6 separate regions of the Mus musculus genome follow, and regions 1, 2, 3, 4 and 6 are each linked to region 5. Evidence: chromatin contacts called from public Hi-C and HiChIP or PLAC-seq data. All regions are on one chromosome and are shown on one strand. The core of a region is the stretch at or near the end of the contact, and the rest is flanking DNA. Distances in the headings are between cores, read along the strand shown.

Region 1 (4,300 bases), core at 714-3,213, 510 kb before region 5:
CACACTACTGACCAGCAGATATAAAAAAGCATTCAAGTGTCAGAACTATCACTTATTCCAGGGAGCACTGTAGTGAGTACTACCGCCTTCATCATGGGATATGACCATTTTGAGTTAAGAAGATCTTTCTCTTGTGCTTTACCCAGTATGATATCTCGTAAAATATATTCTGTCTGCAGAGAGGAAGACATATTGAGGTCTGGATTAAGGAAAGACTGGTGATAGGTTTCAAAACATGTGTCTTGTTTCTTTGTGTTCCAAGGTTATAATACTAGTTTAGACACTAGTTTAGACACTGCAAATTGCAAATTTGAAGAATGAAACATTGTTGCTGATGCCAGAGAATGTTGTCATGCAGGACACTACAACAGGCATCTTTTTATCATTGATTGCTCAGTACTTTCTGCAGCTTAAATAGTCAAATGCTCACAGTCGGGTTCTGGGAGTGAGTTTCATTATTTGAAATATTTACAGAGCTTGGAAAATAAAATGGCTTAACGTCACCCAGGAAAACTTGGAACCAGACGTTAAGTTCTGTAGGGATAGATGTGAGATGAGTGTTTCACTCTGTACAGTCTACCAATCTCCTTGCTTACCAATGCAAAGGAAGTAAGTATTTTTTAATTGCATATACTAAGTACACATATTTGTTGAAATGTTAGATGATGGAAAATATGAGTCACATTCTTTGCATAAACATTATAAAAACGCTTTTCACAAAAAATATGAGACAATGTACTCTGCATGTGTAATATCTTGAAAAAAACATTGAGGACAAAAAGCAAAATATTCCACATTTTGAGGAAGTGGGCTCCAAATTAATGCCAGGTGAGAGGTGGTAACTGGGGAAATGGTATAAGAGCAAGCTCACACCAAAGTGCAATTCATCTTATTCATTGTTCACAAACTGAGAAGCTGGCTGGATAACAGAATTTGATTGTGTAACTGGGTGTTTATGTCAGTTATAGGCAGGAAATACTGGTCAATAATGTGAACATATTCAGATGCTAACTTTAAATAGGAGCTTTGCAACAACTATACCTACACAAATCTACTTGGCATTTTGGAAGGACGCGTGCAGGATGGGGTAGGACATTTAGCCAGCTGATCTGTTAAATGCTTGCCATGTGAGACAGATAAGGAAATCTTTAGTTCCCACTTCTCAGGTCCTGAAGAGCTGTGGATTTAGTCCATTACCTTACTAGAAAAATAAATGTGGCTCTTTTGGATGATGACTTAAGTGTAGTATCTAGAGATGCGTTTTTTCACTTGTTCTCAACGTGCCCTTTTGAATAGGATGATTAAATGTTGACCAGAACAGAAATCATTATGCTTTTTTAATTTTTAAGAATTTATTTATTTTATAACTGTCATTTTAAATTTTAATTAATTTATATTTACACTTCATATTTTATTCCCTCTCCAATTCACCCTCTGTCTGTTCCACATCCCATACCTCACCCCACAACCTCCTGTTTCCACGTGGATGTCCCCACCCCCCACCCCACCTGACCTCTAAACCCCCTAGGGCCTCCAGTCTCTTGAGGGTTAGGTGCATCATCTCTGAATGAACACAAACCTGGAAGACTTCTACTGTATGTATGTTGAAGGCATCATATCAGCTGGTTTATGTTGCCTGAAATCACTATGCTTTATTTTTTTGAACTAGAATCAACTATAGGTAAGAAAATCTTTGAGAAAATGAATAAATGTACTGAAAATTGGAAAAAATGAATAATTTTAAAGATTTGTAGTGCACAACATGTGGAAGAAAACCATGCTATAATGACTATGACCTCCATAATTCTGTTACCAAGCAACATATGTGTGCATTCAGGAGGGCACAAAAGTACTCTAATCTCAGCCACATGTGAGAATTAAACTGCCATCTAATCCAGGACCCTTCTGTGTATGAGCGGTGAGGTCATCCCACTGTTTCCCTGACACTTCATGTACTATGTAATGACATTTGATATTGCTCTGACGTGGCTGCTTTGGAAGCATTAACACATTGCAGGAGAGAGGTTCATTGTGTTTGAGGAGTCGTGCTCAACAAATTCAATACTCAATCTCAATACACCAAGGGAAAAATAGAACAAGATCGGGTAACAGAGAACAGGGGAGTGAGATGATTTTCTTGCAGGCACGAGATCACTTCCACTTTGCTCAAATGAGGAGGGCTTACACACACTCAGTTTTCTGCAATGCTCCAGTAACCTTCAATAGTTCGAGCCCTGGATCAAATGTTATTCTCCTACCACTTCCGACAGAGAAAAGGCACTTTCATCCCTGAGTCACTTCAAGAAATGAATAATATCTAAACAGTGTGGCCTCTTCTAAGTTAGCCTGAGGTTTGGACACACACCAAAGAGGAAGTACAAGAATAAACATAGCCAAGGCAAAGAATTGGATGAGAAATCCTGAGGACTTTTGGAGTAGGGAAAGGAAAAACAATGTGAAACATGAGTATATCCAGAGAATGAGTTCATTTATGTAACCTGCAGTGATTGGCAACCATTGGCTGGCTTTCTTACACAAATCCTCAAATAAGAAGATAGACACACCTCCAAGGGAAGTGGATCCTTACCAGGAAATGTATGTGCAACCTTCTTACAGATCCATGAGTTTTAAACTGGTCATGCTTTTGTGTCCATTAGCACCTGTCTGCCCTCTGTCCATTACCTTTCTTGTTAGAAAACATAAAAGCCATTTAAGACAGGATTTGGTTATGTGAAATTTCTCTACCAGAAGTATCTGGGACATGCATTCTCCCATTTCTTCATATTTTCTCTTTCTTCTTCCTTCCATTCATTCCTCCTTATCTGTCTATAAAAGCAGGGGGGAAAGTAGGTGTTTTACACTCATTTCCCCTGTCATAAGTGGAGCAAGATCTGCTAATGTTCTCTTTCCAAATCTATCTACCTAAAATTGTATGAGCAGCAGACTTGCCCTGCACTGCGACCTTTATTTTGTATCAGAGTATTTTACATACAATAATGATGGATCAGTTCAACTTGCTATAGTCTTGGATATTCAAATTAAAATGTGAAGGCATCCATATTTTAACATATTAATTAACTTGTCTGTGTTGTCTCCACACAATAAGCTAAAGGAGGCAGGATTTTTCCCTCATTCATGGAACTTCCCCACAGCAGTCACTGGATAAGGGTATTTTCAAAGAAGCTAGGAGAGAAAGACAAACACATGAGAATGGAATTTACATGGGAGACGGATCTACATACTCATTGTCAGGACTCCCAAATGAGACTTTGTCCTAACTATGTAAATATATGAAAGTGAAACTTAATAGGCTATTTTATAAAATTCAGTTCCACAAGTTGTCAAAGACCAGTCATGCCTGGAGAAAAGCGAATCTTCCTCTACCCAAATATTTCTTGGAAAAGAGCTCACCACAGATTGTCTATGTCCTTTGTCACAGACATGACTGACTTGTATATCCCCATGGAGGTGGTAAAGAAGGAACCTGGAGGTTTTTGGAGCAAGAGAATGAATTTTGGAGACACAAAGATCTGACCTCAAACATCTTCCATTTAATACCCTGAGAGCAGGTACAGGTTGCTTGTGCCCCCTGAACCAGGTTTTCTTAGCAAATCTAAACCCTATTGTTCTCAGCCACCTTCAGTTCTGTCCTAAAGAGACATAATAACACTTAGACTTGTGGGTTTTGTAGAAAAGTATAAGGAATAAAAACTAATGCACTCGCATTTTGGTTCTGGTTATTTTCTAAATTATTTTAAAGTCACATCGCATCACCAGTATCTTCCATACATTGAGAGGAAAGAGAAAAGCAAAGTCCAGAGTTGAAGAAGAGTGCTGTGCCTTGACTGTCCTAGTCTGTGTTTTAAACTGCAGAGCTTACGTTAAATTTAGAAGAATTCTATGAAATTCAATCACCTCCTTTATAGCCTTTTGCAAATAATACCTGAATTAAAATATCGAATTCTCTGATTAAAATTGCTCATCTCAGTAACTCATCAGTAATGACATTATACAGAGTAAGCCTTCACTGCCATTTCTAAACAAAACAAAATTAAAGGGAGACAGCTCAAAGGCAACATCTTTTTCTAACATTTCCTGGGCCAAAGACTAAAGATTTTCTCTCCTGCGAGTGATTGAATCTCGTTTACCCAGTGGAAGGGACTAACAGCAATCATTTTGTTTCCCTCAGTTGAAGCTATTAGCTGTAATTGCTTTTGTTAATAATACTTTACTTATTATAATCAAAGCTCATTTTTTTCCACTTATACCCCAGGGCCAGTTTTCAGATGCAATTTATAAA
Region 2 (4,282 bases), core at 501-3,000, 390 kb after region 5:
GTTGAATGAGAATGCCCGAATCACAGGCTCCTTTATTTGAATGTTTAGTAACCAGGGAGTGGAACTCTTCAGTAGTATTAGAAGAATTAGGAGATGTGGCCTTGTTAGAGGAAGTGTATAACTAAGGATTGGACTTTGAGCCTTTTAAAAACCCATACCTGGCCCAATATTTCTTGCTCCAGCCTGTGGATCACGATGAACCACTAAACTATGTTCCAGTGTCTTGCATGCTCGTGTGCTACCTTCAATGATGATAATGGATGATAATGAAACTGTAAGCAAGTCCCCAATTAAATGCTTTTTTTTTTTTTTTGGATAAGAGATGTCTTGGTCATGTTGTCTCTTCACAACAGCAGAACAGTGATCAAGAAAGTAGAAAAATCAATATTTTACTCTCCAATAATTCCCAATCTTTTATTAATATTCTTCACTAAGTAAATCCAAATAAAAGCCAAAAATAAAGAGCAAGTTGATATGGTTCACACCAATGACCCTCAGACAGAGCTAAAAATTTCAGAGTGGGTCTGTGGCAGCAAAAAGAACTTACACTATTCTGTGGTTTCAGATTTTTTTCCATATTGGTAGATACACATGGCACCCCTACCTCATCCCTTTATTTTCTTATATAAAATAAAGTATTCCCTTATATCTAAAATAAGACGAGAAGGGGCTTCTCATACACTCTAGTGTTCTAGAAACACTTGCACCTCACCTCATGTTCCTGGTTATCATCACCCACATGCTTTTGGTCCTAAAATCCACACCTCGGTTTAGACCTCTTTCCAAACCTCTATCTGGTCTATCCAGCTGCCTTCTAGTCAGTCTCACGTGGATTTCCTAGAAGCTCCTCAAACTAGGATGGCCCAGAAAGCACTCATCACTTTTGAATGATGCCCTGACAAGGTTTTTATAAACCAAAAACATAAAGCAGAAAAGTCTTATTTAGAATTAAGGGAGGTTTACATAATTTGTGGTCATTTTTTTAAAATAAAGAACTGGAAAATTTTGTGTATCATACATGGTCTAAGGTCTGAAATAAAACATGAAACTTCTACCCCACACTTGAGGAAATAGCTAAGACTTTAGGCTTAACAAAGAGATTTCTAGAGAAGAGTGAAGTAGAAAGGTCTAAAAGAATTTGATCATTTAACAGATATTACCGAAATTATTGCTGATGGAATTGCAAAGGAACACACCCCCCCCCCCGCCCCAACACCAATTTCTTGAAAGTAATGAAGGACAAAATAATGTTTGTAGCTATAAGATTAGAGTATTGTAAAATTAAAATTATGTTATAATTATATACTATAAAATTAGAGCATTCTGCAGTTGAATGTTAAGAGCATATGAAATGGTAAGGAAAGGAATTAGCCTGACAGGAAGCTAAAAGAAGCCCATGGCTGTCAGGACCTAAGGCAGTCAATCATGTTGGAGGACATTAAATAGTCCTGAGAAGCTATGAGTTAAGCACGTAGACTGGAGAGATGCAGGACCGGAGAACTAGAGCGAATCAGCGTCTTTTCTCCGAAAACTAAAACGTAAACTTCCTTTAAGGTCTTCCCAGGGCTCTGTTGTCACCTGAGAAGGTCCACAGGTGAGCCTTATGGACAGTGACCATTGGAACGCCCCCCAGTTGCCAGGCAACCTCCTGAGCGTCGCTATAGTCTCCCTATAATTGGACTAGCATTAGCGGCGCGCGTATGACGTCACTGTGCGGCGCCGGATGTCTATGCTACTTGAAGTTGGTTTCCTGAATCACCGCTGCCTGCAGCTGTAGCAGAGGGCTTTGGTGCGGAGAGCCGGAGGGGAGCCCCACGAGGGCGGCGGCGAGCGCCGGTGGCGGCGGGAGAGGCGGTAGGAGCGGGCACCAGAGGCCGGAGCCTCGGTGTGGGGCTCTCTCACGCCGGCTTCCGGTGGCTGGAGCCGCCGGAGCTTGTTGCTAAGGTCCCTAGAGCACAGTGGCTCCGGGAACTTGGCTTGAGTTCTCTGTAGCTGGAATCCGCGCGTATCTATCCACCCCCCCCCCCAACCCCCAACGGTGTCTATGCACTTCCTCGTTTTTAGTAATTAATAACACCCTGGAGCTAAATTGAACTTAGGTGCTGCGAAGTGGGTTGATATGGTGATGGGGTGATTGAAAGATGGAAAGCAGATTTTACCTCATGCTAAACAAGAGGATGAGTTTGGCTGTTACAGTTGGAAGCGCCTTTGCAGTTGGGCAACAGCTTCGTTAGCTGAGCGACTTTTAAAAAAACTTTTTGGAACTTTTGGAACTTTCTAGGTTTCTAATTAGAGAATAGAAGAAAGTTGGCGATCAGTGCCCTGATCTTAACACTAGTGGCTACTGAAATTTGGTATGTGTAAAGCAAAGATAGTATGGATTTCCTAGCATATACAGGTGCCGCCAGCCCCTTGTAGGCAGAGACGCCAATGAAAGCTGTGTTGTGTTTGTTGTTTACGCCTCTGACATTGTGACATAATGTAAGCCTTCCACATTAAGTGGGTTTCTGGTTTGTCTATGTGGAACTCTAGGGAAGAAATGAGGGGTGACTTGGTAGCATTTATAGCAGCGTGTTTTTCACCTTTTTATTTCCTTTAGTCACTGCTATACCGAACTACCTACTTCAAGTCATTTAAAGACCAAAGTAGTCTAAGGAGGAAGTAAGCCTTTTCCATAAAATATATGAGGCCATGCTTGTCAGTGATGGAATAATATTCACTCAGGTGGATATTATTGTTTTAAACCAAATATACTTGTGTTGTCTTTTAAAGTAAAGAGTGATATGTTTAGCAGTTAAAGATTATTTTTGCCAGATATGCTGTCACATGCCTTTAAGGGCTCCTGAACTCCAGAGACATAGGCAGGTAGATCGCTCTAAGCTCAAGGCCACTCTGGGCTACATAGCAAATTCTATGTAATGGGACTCTGATTAAAAAGCAAACATTTAGTATTTTGGAAAGATCCTAGAGGCTTGCAGACCAACTGAGTTGAACCCCTAGGCTCAGTGAGATATCCTGGTTCCCAAAATGATTGAGAGCAATAGCAGAAGACAGCCAGTGTCAGCCTCTGGTCTCCATGACTACAGTCACTTGCTGACAGTAATGTTCATGTGTACAGACACATGATGCAAACTACCTCGAATGCTTAATGGAAGCTCTGTTTTCTAGGATGTTTAAAAGCGTTTCAAGTGAAGAGATTCAGTGGCTTTGAAACTGATTTAAAATAGAAAGTAGGGCCAACGAGATGGCTCAGCTGGTAAGGAATCTGATCACACAGCATCGGTTAAGAGCCTAGGTGGTGATTTGCCTGTCATCCCAGCACATGTGAGACACTGACAAGGGGATTCCTGGCACAAGCTGACCGGCCATATTAGCCAATAAGGGGAGCTCTGGGCTCAGTGAGAGATCCTGTCCCAATACATAGGAAGGGAGCTATTGAAAAAGATGGTAACCTTGGGCCTCCACACCCACATCTGTATATAACTGTATTCATTTTTGGAAGATCAACAGATTCTGAAATTGTTTTCTTTAACTGCAGGGGTGAAGGAGAAGCTATGCAGAGATCAGAGTGCTCTGGAGGTGTGCAGTTGAGAAACAGAGCGACAGGTACAGAGGTTTCCTTTTTGCAAAGGGAGACCCCAGGCTTGTTAGTTCACAGTGCAGTCTGTGTTCCGTGTGGATGCAGGATCAGTTTCTGTTGCATTCCCTCTTTTGTACTGATGTTCTGCTAGTTTCGTTTTAGGTAGTAATGATCAACGTACATCCTCAAGCACACAAATGAAACACAGGACTACGGTTCAGCGGAGCAAATCCTCCTCATTAACCAGTTCTCCAGAGGCTGCAAGAAGGGCTCGTCCTCGGCCAAGTGATAAGCTCAACCCTAAAACCATTAACCCTGTGAGTGCAGTTTCCTCAGGCAGTACATTGTCTACTTCTTATAAAAGGACATTATATTTTATACTTTACAGTATATTTTAAATCAGTACATAAAGAAGTACATTTTATAGGAATAGGCATTTAGCTGATTCCAGTTTAGCCATTGTGAATGCTCTCTTAGGTTGCCTTTCTGCTAGATTTTAGCTGGCTATGTTAATTTTGTTATGTTGTAAATCGAACGTCAGCTTTTTGTTCTATGCTACTTTCGGATGTCAGCCTAGTAACTTGCATTCAGCCGCCATGGAGTGGCTCATTCAATTCATCCTGTGCTCATATAAAACTCTTAAACATTTTTTATGTTCTGCAAATTTGGTCTACCAGAAGCCATACTGTAATCCTCTGTTTA
Region 3 (4,624 bases), core at 607-3,106, 300 kb before region 5:
TCTCTTTTTTTCCATTTTTTATTAGGTATTTAGCTCATTTACATTTCCAATGCTATACCAAAAGTCCCCCATACCCACCCACCCCCACTCCCCTACCCACCCACTCCCCCTTTTTGGCCCTGGCGTTCCCCTGTACTGGGGCATATACAGTTTGCATGTCCAATGGGCCTCTCTTTCCAGTGATGGCCGACTAGGCCATCTTTTGATACATATGCAGCTAGAGTCAAGAGCTCCGGGGTACTGGTTAGTTCATAATGTTGTTCCACCTATAGGGTTGCAGATCCCTTTTGCTCCTTGGGTACTTTCTCTAGCTCCTCCATTGGGAGCCCTGTGATCCATCCATTAGCTGACTGTGATATTGCTCATGCTTAGGCTCCCTGGACAGCTGCTCAGGATTGTGACCTGTCTAGGTTCTGGATACTTCCTTAGTGAAAGACTTCATCATATTGCTGTGAAGGAGTCAAATCTAGATAAGCTTTCCCATCGCAGAAGAGCAGTAAAAGAACAACCGGGGCAAGGAGAGCCCTGTCTAGATGATGAGGAAAACAAATGATGATTTTTTTTTCTGGTTCCATATAGATCCAGCTGGACACAGAATAACCCAAAAGTGAAGCAGGAAAATCAGTTTGCAGGTATTTACCTGCTATTCTCTTGTTCCCAGGAGAGGAAGAGAAGAGAAGAGAAGAGAAGAGGAGAGGAGAGGAGAGGAGAGGAGAGGAGAGGAGAGGAGAGGAGAGGAGAGGAGAGGAGAGGAGAGGAGAGGAGAGGAGAGGAGAGGAGAGGGAGAGAAGAGGAGGGGAGGGGAGGGAAGGGGAAGGGGAAGGAAGAAGGGGAAGGGGAAGGGGAAGGAAGAAGGGGAAGGGGAGGGGGATGGGGAGGGGGAATGGGAAGGGAGGGGAGAGGAGGGGAGGGGAAGGGGAAGGGGAGGGGAGGGGAGAGGAGGGGAGAGGACATAAGAAGGAAGAGAAGGGGAAAGGAAGGGAGGGAAGGGAAGGGAGGGTGGACAGGGATGTCACTTAAGCAGCTTGTTTGAATCACACTCCACAGCAGGTCCCAAGGCTGATGGATAATTACAGGAAATAGCTGCAAAATGGTTCTCATTTACAAATGAGAAAGTTCTGCATCTCCTCCAGGCCACATCAGACAGACACTAGCCTTAGCCCAACCACACAGCCTTTGCTTATTCATTTTCAACTATGCTGATAACCTTGCTTCCTCCCTCAAGCCACTACCTTCCCCCAGTCCCAGGGTGCTGTCCTATGCTTCATTCTGACTTCACATGGTTCCCCAGCTTGTGGTCTTGGTTCTTTTCAGTTTCCCTTTCCCTACTCCACTACTTGCTTTCTCTCCCCCTGGAGCTATGGGACTTCTTAAATTTCTTATGCTACAAATTCAGCTATAGAAGAACTGACTGTGTGTGTACTTTTCTGTGTCTAATTGAGGGCTGGGCACAAAACAGACAATTAACAAATATTTTTTCAATGCATGAATGAAATTCTCATTCGGCTTTAATTATTGAGTAGCTTGCTTGAAGGCGTGTGCTCTCTTTCTTTTCTTGTTCTATTTAACATGAGAAATTATACTCAAAATTTCCCAGGCCTTTTGTCCTCACAATCCCTCTAAGCAGTTCTCTGGAATGTGTTAAGCAAGGATTTTTTGCCAGGCCATTTCCCCCAAGTCTTGGTGTGGGCAGTCACAAACTGCAAAGCAGAAAGAGTAGCATCTTACAGCCAGTTCCATCTACCTCGGTGCTAGAATTTCTCTAGACTTATTAACCAGGCTCTGCTGAGAATGTGGTACTCTTAAAAACCTTTGAAGACACAGCCTTTCCCTTGTTACTTTACTCTAGAGACTGAGGTGACTCACATGGAAAACTACTGGTGCTGCTAAAAAGCTGGGAAATTGCTGAGACTACTGTTGTGACTAGACGACCTAGAAGTCTTAGGAAACCTCCAAGGTGGAGAAGAGTAATATCTTGCCCTATTGTGTTGTGTTGTGTTGTCCTCCATCTGTAAAGTATTAATAACCCCAGACTTGTATTCATATAAGATCATGTCAAGATTCATATATCTGCATATAAATATGAACACATATAGTCATGCTCACAATCACAAAATATGTAGAAATATTCAACCATTCATAAAGTGTACTAATTTGGAACCATACTATGAGAAGGATAGAAAAATATTATGATGGGCAGATTGCCATTCAAACAACTAGGATTGTGCTAGCAACTCAGTGAGTGTAGCCAAAGCAAAATAAGTCCTGATAGAAATTTTACCATTTATCACTGGCAAAAATTAAATAAATAAATAAAATGTCCAAGTCATAAATGTCACTTAAATTTTGACTCTTATGCCTACAATTATACAAATATGAAATATATACACACACACAAACACACACACATACATATACACACACACACACACACACACACACACACATATATATATATATACATATATATGTATATATATATATATGTATATATATATATATATATATATATATATATATATATATATATATACATATATTCCCATTGGAAAATCTTACCCATTTCTAAAAGAGGTTCTTAATGGCAACCTGCCTGTTTCACTCAGCATTGTGTGAGGTGTACTTACTGTATTCTGATAGCCAGTGAGATGAAACCATCTTCTGGTTTTATTCACAGAGTGAATTGACTTCCAAAGATCAGGTCTTTACTTATGATTATGCTAGTTGGGTGGTGAACAAGAATACCCTATCAAAGCAAAATGGAGCTTGAAATCTGATTCAGTCTCTCCCCATCAGACATTATGCAGCAGGGAACAAATATAAGGTGTGCATTATTTTAACTTACCCTCAACCCTTTTAATAATTTGCTTGCAAATATAGAACAAAAATTCAGCATAGAAAGAGGAATAAGCTTGAGATGTTCCATAACAGATGCCTTCTTCTTTAATCCATTTCTGTCAGGTATTATAACAGCGTGAGAAAAATTAAGAGGGGGGGGGAGAAATATCAATGATAGCCACAAATGACCACGATGAAAATTGGAATACAATTTTTCTGGAAGGCTATAATTTTACTAGGACTTAGGTTTTGAGGTTGTTACTGGAGACAATTGATTGAATTGGGTGAGTCCAGGTTCTTGGGCTCATATTCAAAAAATTGGGAAAATACACACTGAAAAAAAAAGCACAAAGAAGTTTTATTACAAACAAAGTAAACTTACAAGTATCAGACACACTGCTAAAATGGAAAGGAGGACATGGAATTAGATAGTATTCAAAGATCCTATTGCCCTGTGTATTTGCTTACATGGGACCCAAAAGAAGGAAGAGGTGGATGCAAAGGACACCAATTGGGTCATTGTCTACTTTGACTCACAAACTTGCATTTTGTGAGATTTATTTTTGTATTGTGCATGATCTGTCCCATGTTGCATTTGGTTTTCTTAATATGTATCCCAATCATACATATTCATAAGATGACAAGTGATACTCCCTTAACGCTTACTCAAAGCACACAGATTTGTCCTAATGTGTGTGCATCTAGCACCAGTCTACGGGAGATAGGGATCATACCGTCCAGTTCTAGACATGCCTGGGAACAAGTTTGAATACACATGGGGCATTCTAGGGAAGCTGTTAGGGGAACAACGTATTTCCATTGTTTGAAGTGGGCTGAATCTACAGGATGATACAGGTGCCAACAGGCTTTGAGGTGCATTGTTATGAAAAGGGTGTGTTTGTTGCTCAAGAAAATGTGAGTGCCAGGTTGTCATACCATTCTTATACCCACATGCTCCAACATGCAAAATGATGGTGGAAGAAAAAATATTCACAGAAGACTGAGTACTGGGAATAATCATCGACCTGGGAAGAGTAACCAAAAAGACTTCACAGCATCTGTCAGGAACACTGGAGGGAGGCTCATGAAAAGTCACGACCATGGATGAAGAGAAGCCTATGGTAAATGCCTAATAAATACATATTAAATCAATTTTGACAATGATCTAAGAAAAATTATATTCTTAGTTATACTCTCAGAGATTTGGGTAAAACTATGTTGGGTCCTTGGAAACGTAATTTATAAAATACCCAAAAGCAACTGATCTGGAGCACAGATTATAATATCTGGAAATCCTCATTTATTGCTGGGGAAAATCCAACCACTAAGTATCAAAACAAAAGAAGATGGATGGATAGAGGAGTGCTGGAATGTGAGGATTGAATAAAGAAGTATTTGGGAGAAGGGGTTGATGGAGGAAGTATGGGGAGAGAGATTCAAAATAAGAGGCATTTTGAGGGCATAGTATGGAAACCTAATATAGTAAAAAACTTCATGAAATATACACAGATATAAAGGCCACCTAAACAAACTTACCAAATATAGGGGGTGGCAGATTCCCAATTGGTTATCTTTTGCCACAAAATGAACCTTGCAGTTCTGTAATTGAGTTATAACACTAACAGAGTTGTTGACTAGTGGAGTTCCATGAGATTGACCAAAATGCCCAGGCTTTTGCTAGAACAATAAGTTGTTCTCCACAAACTGACATGAAGGCCCCATTGCTGAAGAAAACACTTGCACAATTTACAGAAAATGGAGAAGTTGAGCTGGTAGGTTGACAGAG
Region 4 (4,557 bases), core at 208-2,707, 360 kb after region 5:
CTACACGAGCATTGAATGAATTAAGTTCTCTCCCTAAAGAACTCAGAATATTGATTCTTCTATGTGCCATCTGCCACATATCACTATGTTTAAAAGGCTTTACCTTTGATTTATTGAGGGCTTTGGAATCTTATTTTTTTTGTCTGGCTTTTAACAGCTTTAGCCGTGCACCTTTCCCTCACCTCCTGGCTACAGCCCTCAGCTTCATCTTTTCCTGAAGAAAAGAGATTTCCTCCTAGAAGTGGCTCCGAGAAGAGAAGAACTGTCTAAAGAGAGAAATTAACCCTTTCAGACTCCCCAGGTGCCATCGCTAAATGTCCTGTAAAACTCTTTCCTCATTACTACCTGGAGGGAGAATGGTCCTGAAGAGTGGCAGCCATCACACTAAACCTCACGCTGCTCGCTTATTTCCCTCCAGAGTTATCTCCCGGAGGGGATAGCGGGCCATCACTGCAAAGGCAAAGAAGACTGGGAGGTATTGACTTAAAAAGAAGAACAAATCCTGGAGTGGGTAGCTCCTGTGGTCTGTGTTGAGCTCTCTGAGGCTCTAGGTCAAATCCCCTGGATAGGTGAAAGTTGTGAACTGAAGATTCTATTGCTCAAAATGCTCTGAAACACTGGCGTCTCCTAAAGCCTGAACGTGAACTCCCTGGATTATCAGAGCGCAGGGAGGCTTCAAGTGACCCAATAGGGACTGACTGGACCAGGCCATTATGCTCACTCACTCTGATTGTTAATGATTTTTGTAACTTATCTACAAAAGCATAGATGAATCTTATTTTTTTATGCTCTTAAATTTGAATCACTAGTTAGCACTTTTCACTTTGGAAAAATACTTGATTCAATACTAACAAATCCTTCCTTTGTTTGAACAAGTTTTCAATGCCTAAGAACACGTTGCTCAGTACTTGTGGGCTTTAACACTCCTCTCTGTAGGGCTTTAGAAGATAAGGCCTACACTGATTCTTTGGACCAGTTTATATTCTTGTCTGCTGACCCAAGATTCTACCTGATGTGTTTTGATGTCAGAATTCTGCCTCTAAACTTTAAAAAACAATAGCATGCTGCTATTCATAGATCAAGTGATTGCCCGTATTGCTCTAACTTGCAACACTGAAAGACTATGACAAACAGAAACTGAGTGTTCAAGAATCTAATATTTAATGTAGCCCACAGTGCCAACTAGTGATCAAATTCAACTGCTGGGTCTTCAAACAAACGTTCTTAGTGGAACACGCTCTCTTTAACTTCAATTAAAAAAAAGAAAGAAAAAAATCTAAAGCAGAAAGCACTTTTCCTGGAATCTAAGCCCTACTGGTATTCTTGAGCCCAGGTATGATATAAGAACAAGCAGTCTATTATATGAGGTTAAAAGTATCTTTCAAAATGTCTCAGCAGACATTTTATCTCCTACTCATTTGCCTGCCCTCCCTCTTTGGTCAAGATAAACATTCCCAGCTAGTGCCTACTGCATTTAGCCTTACCACATTTTCCTATGTGTTTCTGTGCTGATCCTATTTCCTGCTTTTAAACTGTACAAATATATAACAATAAAGACGATCATTTTGCTAGCAATTGAATTACAAAATGTGTTCTGTTCCCCGCTAATGAAACCTCTATCTTGTTCAAAATCTCCAGCAAATAGCTTTTATATTTTTCTTTTCTGCAATTTGCCAGCTGACAATGGAAACCAGTTAAAGCAGGAATGCTGCAGGCAGAAGTATGAGAACTAGTTATTTAGTGCCATCTAGTGGCCATTAGAAAATTTGACTAAGGGTTTGAATCATCCCTTTCCTTTTTGACCAAAAGGAGAAATACAAGTCTCTGTGTGTTTTATCTACCCAGTTTTGAAGTCTTAATTCTTGAAAAAAATCTCAAACAAAATAATAAAATGTGAGTAAATCAATTATAATTAAATTTATTTCAAGTGTCCTATTCAGTCATGTCTCAATCATGTCAAGTGAAATCCACATAGAACAAAGGGATAAAAACAAGAATTGCTTTCTTTACAAAGTGCTGGGCTATCATTTTAGTGAAGACAATAAGGTTGTAACTAACTTTATTCACTGTAGGTAGCAAATGTATGCATAACACTGATGGAGCAAACTTCATCATTTTCCTTCATTCTGTCTTCTTTAAATGGCTTAACTTATACCTAGCACTGGGCTCTTTAGATTCTCATAAGGGTCAAAGATTAAAGTCTGTTCCTGCCTCCAAGTAGGAATTAATGTTGCAGATAGTCTGGCATTAAAAGTGGATTGTGGGGTGGTGAGTGGGGAAATGGTTCAGTGGTTAAGAGCTCTGGCTGTTCTTCCGGAGGACCCAGGTTCAAATTGCAGCACCCACATGACAGCTCACAACTGTCTGCAACTCTAGTTTTGGGGGATCAGACACCCTCACTTATGCAGGAAAAGTACCCATCAATGCAAATAAAATATTCTTAATTACTTAAAAACTGTAAAAGAATGGTGGAGGATAGAATCACGGAAGAACTTTTTCATAGGACATTGGTGCTGCCTGCCACAGGCCCCACCATGGGTATTTGTGATGTGTGTGTTTCACAGTTGTGTTTCATCTACTTAGGAAGTTAAGGCATAAGGATCTCTTGAGCCTAGGTCATCAAGGTTAACCTAGGCAATGTAGTTAAGTCTCTTGTCTCAGAAACAGTAAAAAGGGAGGAAGGGATAGAGGGAAGGGGAGTTAAATGAGAGGGAAAGAAGGGGACAGACAGAGAGACAGAGACAGAGAGACAAGACAGAGAGAGAGAGACAGTGACAGAGACAGAAAGACAGAGACAGAAAGACAGAGACAGAAAGACAGAGATAAAGACAGAAGAGAGAGAGAGACAGAGAGAGACAGGGGGGAGAGAGAGAGAGAGCCCAAGGAAGAACTAACAATGCAGAATATGTCTCTGCATTCAGAGTGTGACTCTCAGCTTCAGAAGTTCTTATTGCTCTGTGGAAACTCATTTCTCTCTTCCTTTAAGCACTTCAGCTAATTGTGCAAGTCCCACCCACAATAAGAAGGTCTACATTTCTTTCCTGTACCTATTGATTGTAAACTTCGCTGAAACGTCCTCATAGAAACATCCAGAATAATGCTTGACCAAACATCTGAATGCAGGAAGTTCAATGACTTTGAGCCAGTGAAATGATCATCACATCAAAAAGTTCACAGAAGAAAAGAAGAAGGATTTGGGAAAAGAAAGAAGGAGGTTTGGAAACCTGTTCATCATGCGTTTGTATGATGAATGCATGGCTCTAACCAACAAGTCCAGCGATGGACAGCCTTCAGACATCATTGGGTTGGCTGCATTGTACAGCTGAAGCAATACAGCCCAATGCAGCAGAGCCTGCTTATGCCCTAGGACTCAGCAAAAACAGGCACTTTATCAGCACTTGGGTAAGGGAGCTAGCATCACATATCCCAACCATTAAAAAGGCATTGCCGTAGGTTTTCTATTGCTCGCCCTGTGAGGGCAGAAAGGGTTTGTTTTACTTGCACTTCTACATCACAGTCCATCGCTGGTGGAAGTCGGGACACAAATTTAAGGTCAGGATCTTGAGGTAAGAGCTGATGCAGAGACCAGGGAGAAGTGCTCCTTATTGGTTTGCTCGGCATCGTTTCCTTTCTTATTTATTTATTTATTTATTTAATTTTTTGAGACAGGGTTTCTCTGTATAGTCCTGGCTGTCCTGGAACTCACTTTGTAGACCAGGTTGTCCTCGAACTAGAATTCCACCTGCCTCTACCTCCCAAGTGCTGGGATTAAAGGCGTATTCCACCACCACTGCCCGGCTCAGCATGCTTTCTTACAGTACCCAGGCCCACCAGCCTAGAGGTGATGGTTTCCATAATGGACTGGGCTTTCCAACATCAATCACTTAATTAAGAAATTATTAAGAAAATCCCTACAAGGTTTGCCTCCAGCTCAATCTTTCTTCTTAAGACTCTTTTTTTTTTATTGGATTATTTTCTTTCTCTACATTTCAAATGTTTTCCCCTTGCCAGGTCTCCCCTTCGGAACCTCCCCTATTTCCTCTCCCCTGCCTCTATGAGAGTGCACCCACTCCTGTCTTCCTGCCCTGGCATTCCCCTACACTGGGGCATTGAACACCCTCAGACCCAAGGGCCTTTCCTCCCACTAATGTCTAACAAGGCCATCCTCTGCCACATATGTGACCAACACCATGGGTCCCTCAATGTGTATTCTTTGGTTGGTGATCCAGTCTTTGGGAGCTCCAGGGGGACTGTACAGCCCAATCTTATAAAGGTATTTTCTCAGTTAAAGTTCCCTCCTCTAAGAGGACTGTAGTTTGTATGAAATTGAAAGAGAAGAAGAAGAAGAAGAAGAAGAAGAAGAAGAAGAAGAAGAAGAAGAAGAAGAAGAAGAAGAAGAAGAAGAAGCAGCTAGCCAGAGCAAATTTGGAGCCATGCAAATTGAAAGAAATCCCCTAGTGTTACACCTCCCAGCTTTTGATGATAGGTGAGGCAAGCTGCAACAACTTATATTTCACCTCAGAAGAGGTGTTTTAACATACTGGGAACTACTGTGTT
Region 5 (4,072 bases), core at 115-2,614:
GATCTCAGTGGCAGGCAAAATGACCTGAGAAAGATATCCTGAAAAAAAATTTTTTAAATAGGCAAAAATAAAGATGTTGGAGGGATTTCACGGTTCATATTTATGAAATAAAACACTGATCAGGAAACCTATTAAGTTACAGGTAGCTTGTTAAATGCCAAAAAATGCTAAAGAGAACTGGGCCGACTTCGCGGTCAAGGTTTGTCAGATATTTTATACGAATGATACTTTACTGTAAAACTGACTTTATGGTAGGGGCTGGCACAAAGTAGAACGTGACTACAGGCAAAGAAGATGAGGAAATTAAAAGCAAGGGAAGAAGCTGACTCATTTAGTTGTTATTTCAAACCTATAGCGGCGTTGGTGTCTGCTGAGAGATGCTGACTACTGCCAGACATCACACTGAAGAGACAAGAAGGAAGGAGGAAATTCATTTTCAAAACAGTGCAGGGGTGGGGATGGGGATGGGGGTAGGGGTGAGGTGGGGATGGGGGTGGGGTGTCCAGTTAGGCACTGAATTAAGGAAAGCCTTCTAGTATAATGGGCATCGCTAGGATTTACTTCCTCTTCCCTTTGCCAGCTAAGAGAGTAAAACCGTAGGGACCTATCCAAACCCTTGGAGTTGTGTGAGTTTGTATAGTGCCCACGCAACCAAATCCCTCACCATGGCGTTTTTTAAGTAAGTGATTATAAAGAAAGGGTTAACCGAAGACGGTGGCTTAGGGATGGGAAGGCCAGAGAGAAGGTTGAAAACACTACTCCCAACTTGCTACAACTCTAAACTTTGAAGCCACCCAAACAAAATGTGTGTGTGTGGGGGGGGGGGGGGGGATAAAATGCGCGCTCACGGAGGCAGATCTATTTCAGTAGAGTTTTCTTGTTTTGTTTTGTTTTTGTTTTAATTTTAAAATCATAATCTCGCTGTCTCTCTCTTTCTCTCTTTCAGTGTTGCAAGCCCAGAGCGGTCCCCTTTAGGATCGCGACTCAAAAAGCTACAACAGAGGCTCTGCCTTCTCCATTTATTTATGAGCTGTCCTCAAAGCTGCCCCTCTCCTCGTTCTCCCGCTGGGAACCTCGGTTTCTGGGCTCTGGTCAGCTCTGAGGCCAAGGAGTTGTGTGGAGGAGACCCGAGCTCTTCTTTCTGGTGGCCAAGTTTGCTGGATCCTAGGAGTCTGGGCGCGAGCAGGGGCGTACGGGAACGCGCGCCGCTGTCTGCAGCCGGAGCTGCCAGCCTGGGCCTCACCTCTCCCGGGCGAGGTGCAGGCTTTCCGCGCGCGGCCAGGGGGCGGGGCGAGGCTTGCGGGGGCGGAGCCAAGGGCGGGGGCTCCGGCTGCTATATAAAGACCGGCGGCCGCTTTAACTTCGGACTTGGGCTTATTTATTTACGGAGCGCCTGGACGGCGGAGGCTGGAGGAGGCGGCGGCTGTGGCTGCCGCAGACGGTGGTTTAAAAAAAGGAGGAGAAGGAGGCGGCGGCGGCGGCGAGGGATGGGAGCGCCCAGGCTTCAGGGCGCAGGCCGGAGCTGCCGAGCTTTCCTGAGGCTGCGGGAGTACTGAGGAGAAAAAGGGGACGTCCCGGGGGCCCACAGGCGACTCCAGAGGCGCGGACTGGGGTCTTTTTGTTTGGCTGCGCTCAGCGCCCAGCAGCCAGAGCGGACAACTCCAGTTACAACAACAACCCACCTTCCAGCAGCCAGGCGAGACTTAGGCTGCGGAGTCCGTCCTATTGTTTAGACACTTGCCTGGGGCTCTGGAGCGCCAGTCCCTGCTCAGTCTCCGCCTTCCCTCTCTCTCCACTTTCCTCCCGGGAACCGCGAGTGCCGAAAGCCTCCCTGAGAGGGGAAGGGGCTGGAAGCCAAGCGCTGCCTAGTCTGTGGTCGCCGAGTCAGGTGCAACGTCCGGGGCTAAGCGGCATCTCAACGTCTGCGGCTGGACTCCTCCCGTGACAGTGGGTGACCGGATCCAACGCCTGGGGAAACTTCCTGCACTTTGAGGCTGAGGACCCACTTGTAGGGGCTGCCCGAGGGGTGGCTGAGAGGCTGCATACAGCAGGACGTCGCTGTTGGCTGTTGTTTCTTCTACCTGTGCCGTCAGGTGTGTGCTGCGGAGCTGCGGCGTATCCCGGAGACCAGAGTGGCTGACAAGAGCGCGCACACTCTACTGCCATTCGGTTGTCGCCTGGGGTCTGCCAGGGTAGCAGATCCCCATCTTTCTGCCTTCTACCTAGTAGTCATCCATCAGGGCACAGTAGCAGCACTGGCATCGCGGACACCTAGTCTTTGCTTTGCTCTTCTGGGCTCGCCTATCTGCAAATCTTGCCCAAGCTAGAGGACCTTTCCTACTCAACTTGGCTTACTGGATTTTTCCCCACTGCAGGAGTGAGGACTAGTGGATATTCCTGCAAGGCTGCAGCAGTCCGACTGCCCTTTTGTCTCTCTGTGTGACCTCAGGGGCAGGCCCTGGTGCAGAGCGTCGCCAAGGACGCCGGGAGGGAGGCGGGATTGCCAAGATATCCTCCAGTGAAGTGCATGTGTGTGTGCAAGCCATCCTTGGCTGTCGGGAAGTGGAGAAGACGGTTGAGGCTGCTGCTGTGCCGCAGGAGTGGAGAGGCCCCGGGAGCTGAGCCCTGAGCCCCGCATCACCGCCCGGCACCCCCAAGGCTGTCTGAATACCCGGTGCGCCCCCACGCGCGCCATGACCAGTCTCTCCGAGGGCTCTGCTTTGGACCTGCCAGGCCCTTGCGCCTTCTAGCTTCGGGGGAATCCACTTTGATCAGGGCCACCATTACTGTTTAAGTTCCCTCCTCAGCCTTGTACTCTTTCCACTGGAATCGGATTTGCTAGAGGGTTCGTGGGATCAGAAGTCCTCCCTTGTCCTCAAGCAACCAGCCTCTGCATCTTCGCGGACACTGCAAGTAGGAGCTCTTTTACCGCCAAGTTGAAGTCGCGCACTGTCCTCACAGCTGCTCCGGGGTCTACTCCCAGCCTGAGTCGGGCCTATTGATATTCAGAACTTGAAGTTGCCCACGGATCTTCTGCTCTGCTAGAAAGGCTTGAAGAGCAGAGGAAAGACCTGTGCTTCTGTCAGCTCTCCTGCCCCATATCACTGTTCCAGATTACTGTGTGAGCATCTCCCCGGGTGCTGTGGGCTGCAAGCCCAGCGCCAGGCACTGGGCCTCGGACACTGCCCGGTTTTTACACAACCGAAAGCTCAAGAGAAGTCCTTCAAAGCAAGGAGTCTATTAGGGAAGATGAGTGGCATTGGCTGGCAGACACTGTCCCTATCGCTGGGGTTAGTGTTGTCGATCTTGAACAAGGTGGCGCCGCAGGCGTGCCCGGCCCAGTGCTCCTGTTCAGGCAGCACGGTGGACTGTCATGGGCTGGCACTGCGCAGTGTGCCCAGGAATATCCCCCGCAACACCGAGAGACTGTGAGTATGGGTACTTTGCCCTCCCTGATTCTCCTCACTCCCTATTGAGGCAGCACCTCCTCAAGCGTCCAGCCTGGAAAGTCCACGTGCGGTAGAAACCTGTTTCTGGTGCAGCCCTCAGAGGCTCTTCAGCACGCGGATCCAGGGGTTGGGCCCTGTGGAAAGGGCACTAAACTGGGAGGAGCCTTTGCCAAGGAGGGGCGGGTCGCTGGCAGCTATGCATGGTCCCCTTTTCCTGTACCCCTCTCGTCCTTTGTAACTGCTTGTGCACTGTGGACCAGTTCTTTCTGGCTGAGGAGAGAGGCGCCTGGAACTAGAATCCCAGGGTGCCTGGGGCAAGGGAGGTGTGCCCGCGTTTCCCAGACTGCAAAGCCAGGAGTCACCTTGGGCTTGCAAACACTCAAGGGTCATTTCAGGACCTTGTTGCCTCAGACTGGGGCGGGCTGTTTTAAAAAAAAAAAATCTTTCCCGGGGCTTTATGTACCCTTCTAAGTACTGAGGGAGGGGAGATGAAGATTTGGAGTGCTTGAGCGATCTTTTCATTGTCTACGAAGGATGAGTACCCTAGGACAGTAGCAGTCCGCTCTGTGGGACCTGCATCATTTTCCTACCTCGACTTTCTAAAGCCCCTCTCATTTACAAGG
Region 6 (4,193 bases), core at 27-2,526, 460 kb before region 5:
CCCGTCTTTGCTTCCTCCTTCATATGTTTCTGTGGGTCTTGTTTAATTCTATCCCTGTAGAATGTTAGACAACAGAAGTTTACATTAAGAAAGAAGCATCTAATCTAGATTTTGCCTTTGTTCTTCCTTCTACACTCTTGTACGTGGATCAAATACCAGTTATTATGTTTGTAAAATATCCTATTTCCATAGCCTCCCTGTAGTGGGATCCACTTTTTTAGGCATTGTTTTATATTACAGTAGAGTACTCAGCAGAATTTGGTCTCTCCGAGTTTATTTGATGCATATTTCCTGAGATGATGCATGGCAATCTTCTTACATCTGATGGGCCTGGCAGAAGACTACCCGGCTCCAATTTCTGAACCTTACCTATAACTGCAATGCAAATAGTCTGTGGTTATAAAGGCCATCTGAAATGTGCGAACACAGACTGGGACAAAGACATAAATTCACATCAACCCCCCACATAGTAAGAGTGAGAGTGAAGCAATAAATCATCCCCACAGAAGGAATTTGGTATCTTGTTAGTCAAATGGATATTTACAACAGCCCTCTAGTTGAAAGTTCAGTTTTGAACATTTGGTTCAAACATCATCTCTTTTCTTCCATTCAGGATCAGGAGAAATAGCATCACTTGAGAGCAAGATTTTTACATTTTAAAAAGTGATTTTGTTGTAGTATTGTTTCAATAATGTACGAGAAAAACAGGAAAAAACAATAGGCACAGAGATGTCCACACAGATAGGCAGACAGACAGGCACAGATATGATAGTAAATAGAGAAAATATGTAGGTATTTTGTTAAAATATCATTATATATTCCTATGATAGTATATTTAGCAATTCCTAAAATACTTGCAAAATTGTTTAATAAACTAAACAAAACATTTATACTACTCATGAGAAAATGAATTAAAAAGAGAACACGTAATATGTTTTGGAAAATAGATGTTCTATCTCCCTATATAATATATTTACAGACATTAAACTGACTGAACATTAAAAGGACATATTGCAGGACAGCAGTGTTTTTATGTGTTTCTGTATTTTGAAATTCGCTGATATGGATATGTAACACATCTTTGATAGAAGTGCAGAGAACATGTGAGAAATATCAGTACCAGGGTTTCAGGGTGCGAAAGTATTATGTATTTCAATTCTAACAATACTTTAAAAAAATCACTGCTTTTCAGTAGCTGTTCTGTTGCCACAGAGATGCCCTGCAGTTGCTGTGGCAACAAATGAATAATAATCCACACTTTTGTAGCACATCGCGGCTCACACATTCCTTTCTCATGCAGCACTTCATCTGTGGTCAACAAAAACTCAGCAAAGGTTCTGAAGTAGGCTGACCCAGTGTCTGTTCCAGTTCAGAGATGACAAGTAGAGATTGAGGATGCTCCCTAAAGGCTTCCAGTTACATCCTCAGTGACTTGAAGTGCTGATAGAAAATGTAAACCCTTCATGACTCCCAGTGCATTTCAAATTATTTTTCACTTCTCTCTTTGTATCTTTCTTTACTCATGTGGTCATATTATTCAAACACTGTCTTTTACAAATCTCAGGACATAATAAGGTAGAGTTGGCTAGTTCCCATCAGAGGGGAGGGACCAAGTGTCTTAAGGAGCTATTTAAGTCTTTGAACATACACTGTATACTGTTTTCACAGAGGCAAGGGGGTGGCAGCTTTGGCAGTTCCCATTAGACATTGTTCTGAATCTAAAGGCTTACGTGTATTCTTATTTCTAAGTGTGTGAAGAATGAAAGCTCCTGCTGAAAGCTAGAGCAACTGCTTCACAGACAGAATCTTTGCTGAAGAAGATCAGTGGATCTACACAGAAACCAGGATTTTTGCTGTCAAATACAGAAGCCACATAGATGATTTGTGAAGGCTCGAATGAAAAATGTCTTCCACAGACCCCTGTGTATAAGTTGTCAAGCTCTAGATGGTAGCTCTGCTTAAGTAGGTTGTAAAATCATTTGCCTATGAAGCGAGGCCTCATTGGCAGACTTAAGGCCCCATGTATAAGGCTTATGATTACTGCTCTTCTGTCTGATGTTTCTGATCCCATTATCATGCAACAGAAACCTGCTGTACAGCTTCATCCTAGGAAGCCACCACTACCATCTCTGACATGTGAAGATGAGCTGGAGTCCTTCAAGTTATAAAGACAGTACAAATTCTTCTCTTTTTAAAGTTCTATTTTGAGAAAAATGCAGAAACAAATGGATTACATATATCTATTTTGACCTTAAATGAACATGAATAAAACTTTCCCATGAGCAACTATCCTCAACAGTACCACATACCTTGTAGATATATTACTGTATAGATAATAGATAAAGAAGAAATAATACTGCCATTGCTGAAAGTCCTAGTGACCAGGGTTAAATTATAACCAATAAAACCTAAGTGTAAAATACAGACAAGAACAGAATAATCTCAGCTCTTTAGGGAATTACCAAATACTCACATGTTTTTTTTAAAATCTAAAAAAGGATTAATGGGGTCATTTCTAAGGATTGTTGTGGAGATGAATGTGTTAAAGTAAACTTAATGAATATGCAAAAAGGAAATGACAGCATTTCCCAATATTCTGTGTAATTACATAGTATAAATTCTCTAGGATCCCATTTGGGCTCATATTTTAGTGTATAGTTTAGTGAGAGATACCAAAAAATAATGGAGGGAGGAAGAGATAGAAGATAGATAGATAGATAGATAGATAGATAGATAGATAGATAGAAGATGAGATATTCAAAACTATAACCAATATAACACTATAAAACTAGGGGTATCTACTAGAATTTTCTTCAAGATGAGATATTCAAAACTATAACCAATATAACACTATAAAACTAGGGATATCTACTAGAATTTTCTTCAAATTCTACTTTCCACTCATTGTAAGATAAAAGGCACCAAGTATATAATCACATGTTTCTAAACTTCATGAGACATAAATCAGTGCTTCTATAAACTTCCGTGCTCTGGCTTCTTGGAAAATAAGACACTGATCATGTATTCACAAATACTCATCTGGTTCTTGCATATTCTTCAGGATCTCATATCAGGATCTACCTCTATTGCCTAGTTAGTTCAACTGTCATGACTTCCTTTTTCATGAATTGATACTGAAGGGGTATAATGTAACATTCTTACTGCTTCACAAATTTCCTGACAGCCCCTTCCTTACAATATCAAATTTGTGATTGGCTTTGACAAAATCTACCCATAAATAATGGACAGCAGCTTCTGGAACATTTTGCAATCTTAGAAATCCAAAATACGTCTCTGGCATTTTCTCTTCAGATATAAGTCTGTAATCAAACCTTGGTAAATTAAAAAGACTCCACATCTGCTAAGATTAACATACATACATACATACATACATACATACATACATACATACATACACACACAAACACACACACCCCACACACTGATCATAACATGGTTAAGGTTATAAATATGATAGTCATTACTTTCTCCAAAACTGTCAGGAAATGTTTTGTGATAGTCTAACTAGTGAGGATATACCTTAGATAAGATATACATATAGAATTACTGTGTTATGACCTCTAATTAAAAAGATATAATTCAACAAATGTGTGGTTGGATGTTCAAAATGGAAATTCTCCAAAACCATTCCTTAATAGACATGAAAGAACAGCCAGCCATTAATACATCACTAAATACCATCAACCTATAGGTTAACTGTCCTTAGGTAATTGTGATAGAGGGTCCTAATGCTTAGTGTGTCCCTTACAAATCCCTCAAGATCACCATTCTTCTGAGAAAGTGATTGACTTTATACAATCTTATTTCTGATCAATTCCTTTAAAGTATCAAGTATTGCACAAATTGTATTTGCATGAATATAAGAGATATAAACAAAGAATAGAAAAAGACACAGATAAGTAACTTGTTCCATTAGATGAAATCTGGTAAAACTTATAAGTGGATAGATGCATATGAAATATGGCTACTTCTTTCTGACATAAACAGAAATTCCCACTAATATTTACAATTTGTTAGTAATTAACATTGCTAGGTAATGAATATTTTCACATACTACATCATGACAAAAAAAAGACAGTTATTTTATGATTACTTTGATGGTCTATGCAGTTAGTTTTATAGGATTCCAATTTTTGAGTAACATGTTAATATTTTTTTATTTTTCTAAAATG

The links. Hi-C and Micro-C count contacts between places; a contact is called where the count stands out from the background. HiChIP or PLAC-seq counts read pairs in DNA pulled down with a chosen protein or histone mark.
Region 1: an HNF4G HiChIP or PLAC-seq map of pancreatic cancer cells shows a contact between it and region 5. The contact joins the enhancer-like site here to the promoter of Slit2 in region 5. A contact is called at or near these places in 9 of 39 promoter capture datasets (the 3T3-L1 cell line, 3T3-L1-derived adipocytes, the SN4741 cell line and 5 more), 4 of 484 Hi-C or Micro-C datasets (adipose-derived mesenchymal stem cells, embryonic fibroblasts, nephron progenitors and 1 more), 8 of 115 datasets of contacts at active chromatin or transcription factors (the NIH/3T3 cell line, craniofacial prominence, embryonic forebrain and 4 more) and 4 of 9 other capture datasets (adipose tissue, embryonic stem cells, liver and 1 more).
Region 2: a contact with region 5 is called in an H3K4me3 HiChIP or PLAC-seq map of neural tube, with 3 times the contacts expected there. The contact joins the promoter of Pacrgl here to the promoter of Slit2 in region 5. A contact is called at or near these places in 3 of 39 promoter capture datasets (cranial neural crest, embryonic stem cells and liver), 2 of 484 Hi-C or Micro-C datasets (both in embryonic stem cells), 1 of 115 datasets of contacts at active chromatin or transcription factors (neural tube) and 1 of 9 other capture datasets (adipose tissue).
Region 3: a contact with region 5 is called in an H3K4me3 HiChIP or PLAC-seq map of craniofacial prominence, with 3 times the contacts expected there. The contact joins the enhancer-like site here to the promoter of Slit2 in region 5. A contact is called at or near these places in 3 of 39 promoter capture datasets (the 3T3-L1 cell line and 3T3-L1-derived adipocytes), 1 of 484 Hi-C or Micro-C datasets (nephron progenitors), 2 of 115 datasets of contacts at active chromatin or transcription factors (craniofacial prominence and embryonic stem cells) and 3 of 9 other capture datasets (adipose tissue, liver and pancreatic islet).
Region 4: a contact with region 5 is called in a Hi-C map of the N1E-115 cell line, with 6 times the contacts expected there. The contact joins the enhancer-like site here to the promoter of Slit2 in region 5. A contact is called at or near these places in 7 of 39 promoter capture datasets (the 3T3-L1 cell line, cranial neural crest, embryonic stem cells and 2 more), 14 of 484 Hi-C or Micro-C datasets (the C2C12 cell line, the N1E-115 cell line, adipose-derived mesenchymal stem cells and 5 more), 8 of 115 datasets of contacts at active chromatin or transcription factors (astrocytes, embryonic hindbrain, embryonic stem cells and 3 more) and 1 of 9 other capture datasets (adipose tissue).
Region 6: an H3K27ac HiChIP or PLAC-seq map of the NIH/3T3 cell line shows a contact between it and region 5, with 8 times the contacts expected there. The contact joins the enhancer-like site here to the promoter of Slit2 in region 5. A contact is called at or near these places in 6 of 39 promoter capture datasets (the 3T3-L1 cell line, 3T3-L1-derived adipocytes, frontonasal cranial neural crest and 2 more), 4 of 484 Hi-C or Micro-C datasets (cerebral cortex, cortical neurons and embryonic fibroblasts), 3 of 115 datasets of contacts at active chromatin or transcription factors (the NIH/3T3 cell line, forebrain and neural tube) and 1 of 9 other capture datasets (adipose tissue).

Annotation. Positions count from the first base shown.
Region 1 is chr5:47,470,263-47,474,562 of GRCm38.p6, forward strand. No RefSeq gene overlaps it. Among named protein-coding and RNA genes, the nearest start is that of Slit2, 510 kb to the right of the region's middle. Within about 2 kb of position 1,964, at least 43 of the 459 cell types and tissues checked have an H3K27ac peak or open chromatin away from gene starts, as enhancers often do. A contact at or near this core is called in the NIH/3T3 cell line, the SN4741 cell line, adipose-derived mesenchymal stem cells and 3 more, where this site is marked.
Region 2 is chr5:48,370,642-48,374,923 of GRCm38.p6, forward strand. Pacrgl (PARK2 co-regulated-like) reads left to right here and starts at 1,751. Exons shown (of 9, transcript NM_025755.3): 1 at 1,751-1,854; 2 at 3,539-3,606; 3 at 3,743-3,897. The coding sequence starts at 3,555.
Region 3 is chr5:47,685,710-47,690,333 of GRCm38.p6, forward strand. No RefSeq gene overlaps it. Among named protein-coding and RNA genes, the nearest start is that of Slit2, 300 kb to the right of the region's middle. Within about 2 kb of position 1,857, at least 10 of the 459 cell types and tissues checked have an H3K27ac peak or open chromatin away from gene starts, as enhancers often do. A contact at or near this core is called in craniofacial prominence, where this site is marked.
Region 4 is chr5:48,344,129-48,348,685 of GRCm38.p6, forward strand. No RefSeq gene overlaps it. Among named protein-coding and RNA genes, the nearest start is that of Pacrgl, 26 kb to the right of the region's middle. Within about 2 kb of position 1,458, at least 19 of the 459 cell types and tissues checked have an H3K27ac peak or open chromatin away from gene starts, as enhancers often do. A contact at or near this core is called in the N1E-115 cell line and hippocampal neurons, where this site is marked.
Region 5 is chr5:47,981,791-47,985,862 of GRCm38.p6, forward strand. It overlaps Slit2 (slit guidance ligand 2), which reads left to right and starts at 1,365. Exons shown (of 36, transcript NM_178804.5): 1 at 1,365-3,428. The coding sequence starts at 3,250.
Region 6 is chr5:47,521,090-47,525,282 of GRCm38.p6, forward strand. No RefSeq gene overlaps it. Among named protein-coding and RNA genes, the nearest start is that of Slit2, 460 kb to the right of the region's middle. Within about 2 kb of position 1,277, at least 16 of the 459 cell types and tissues checked have an H3K27ac peak or open chromatin away from gene starts, as enhancers often do. A contact at or near this core is called in the NIH/3T3 cell line, cortical neurons and hippocampal neurons, where this site is marked.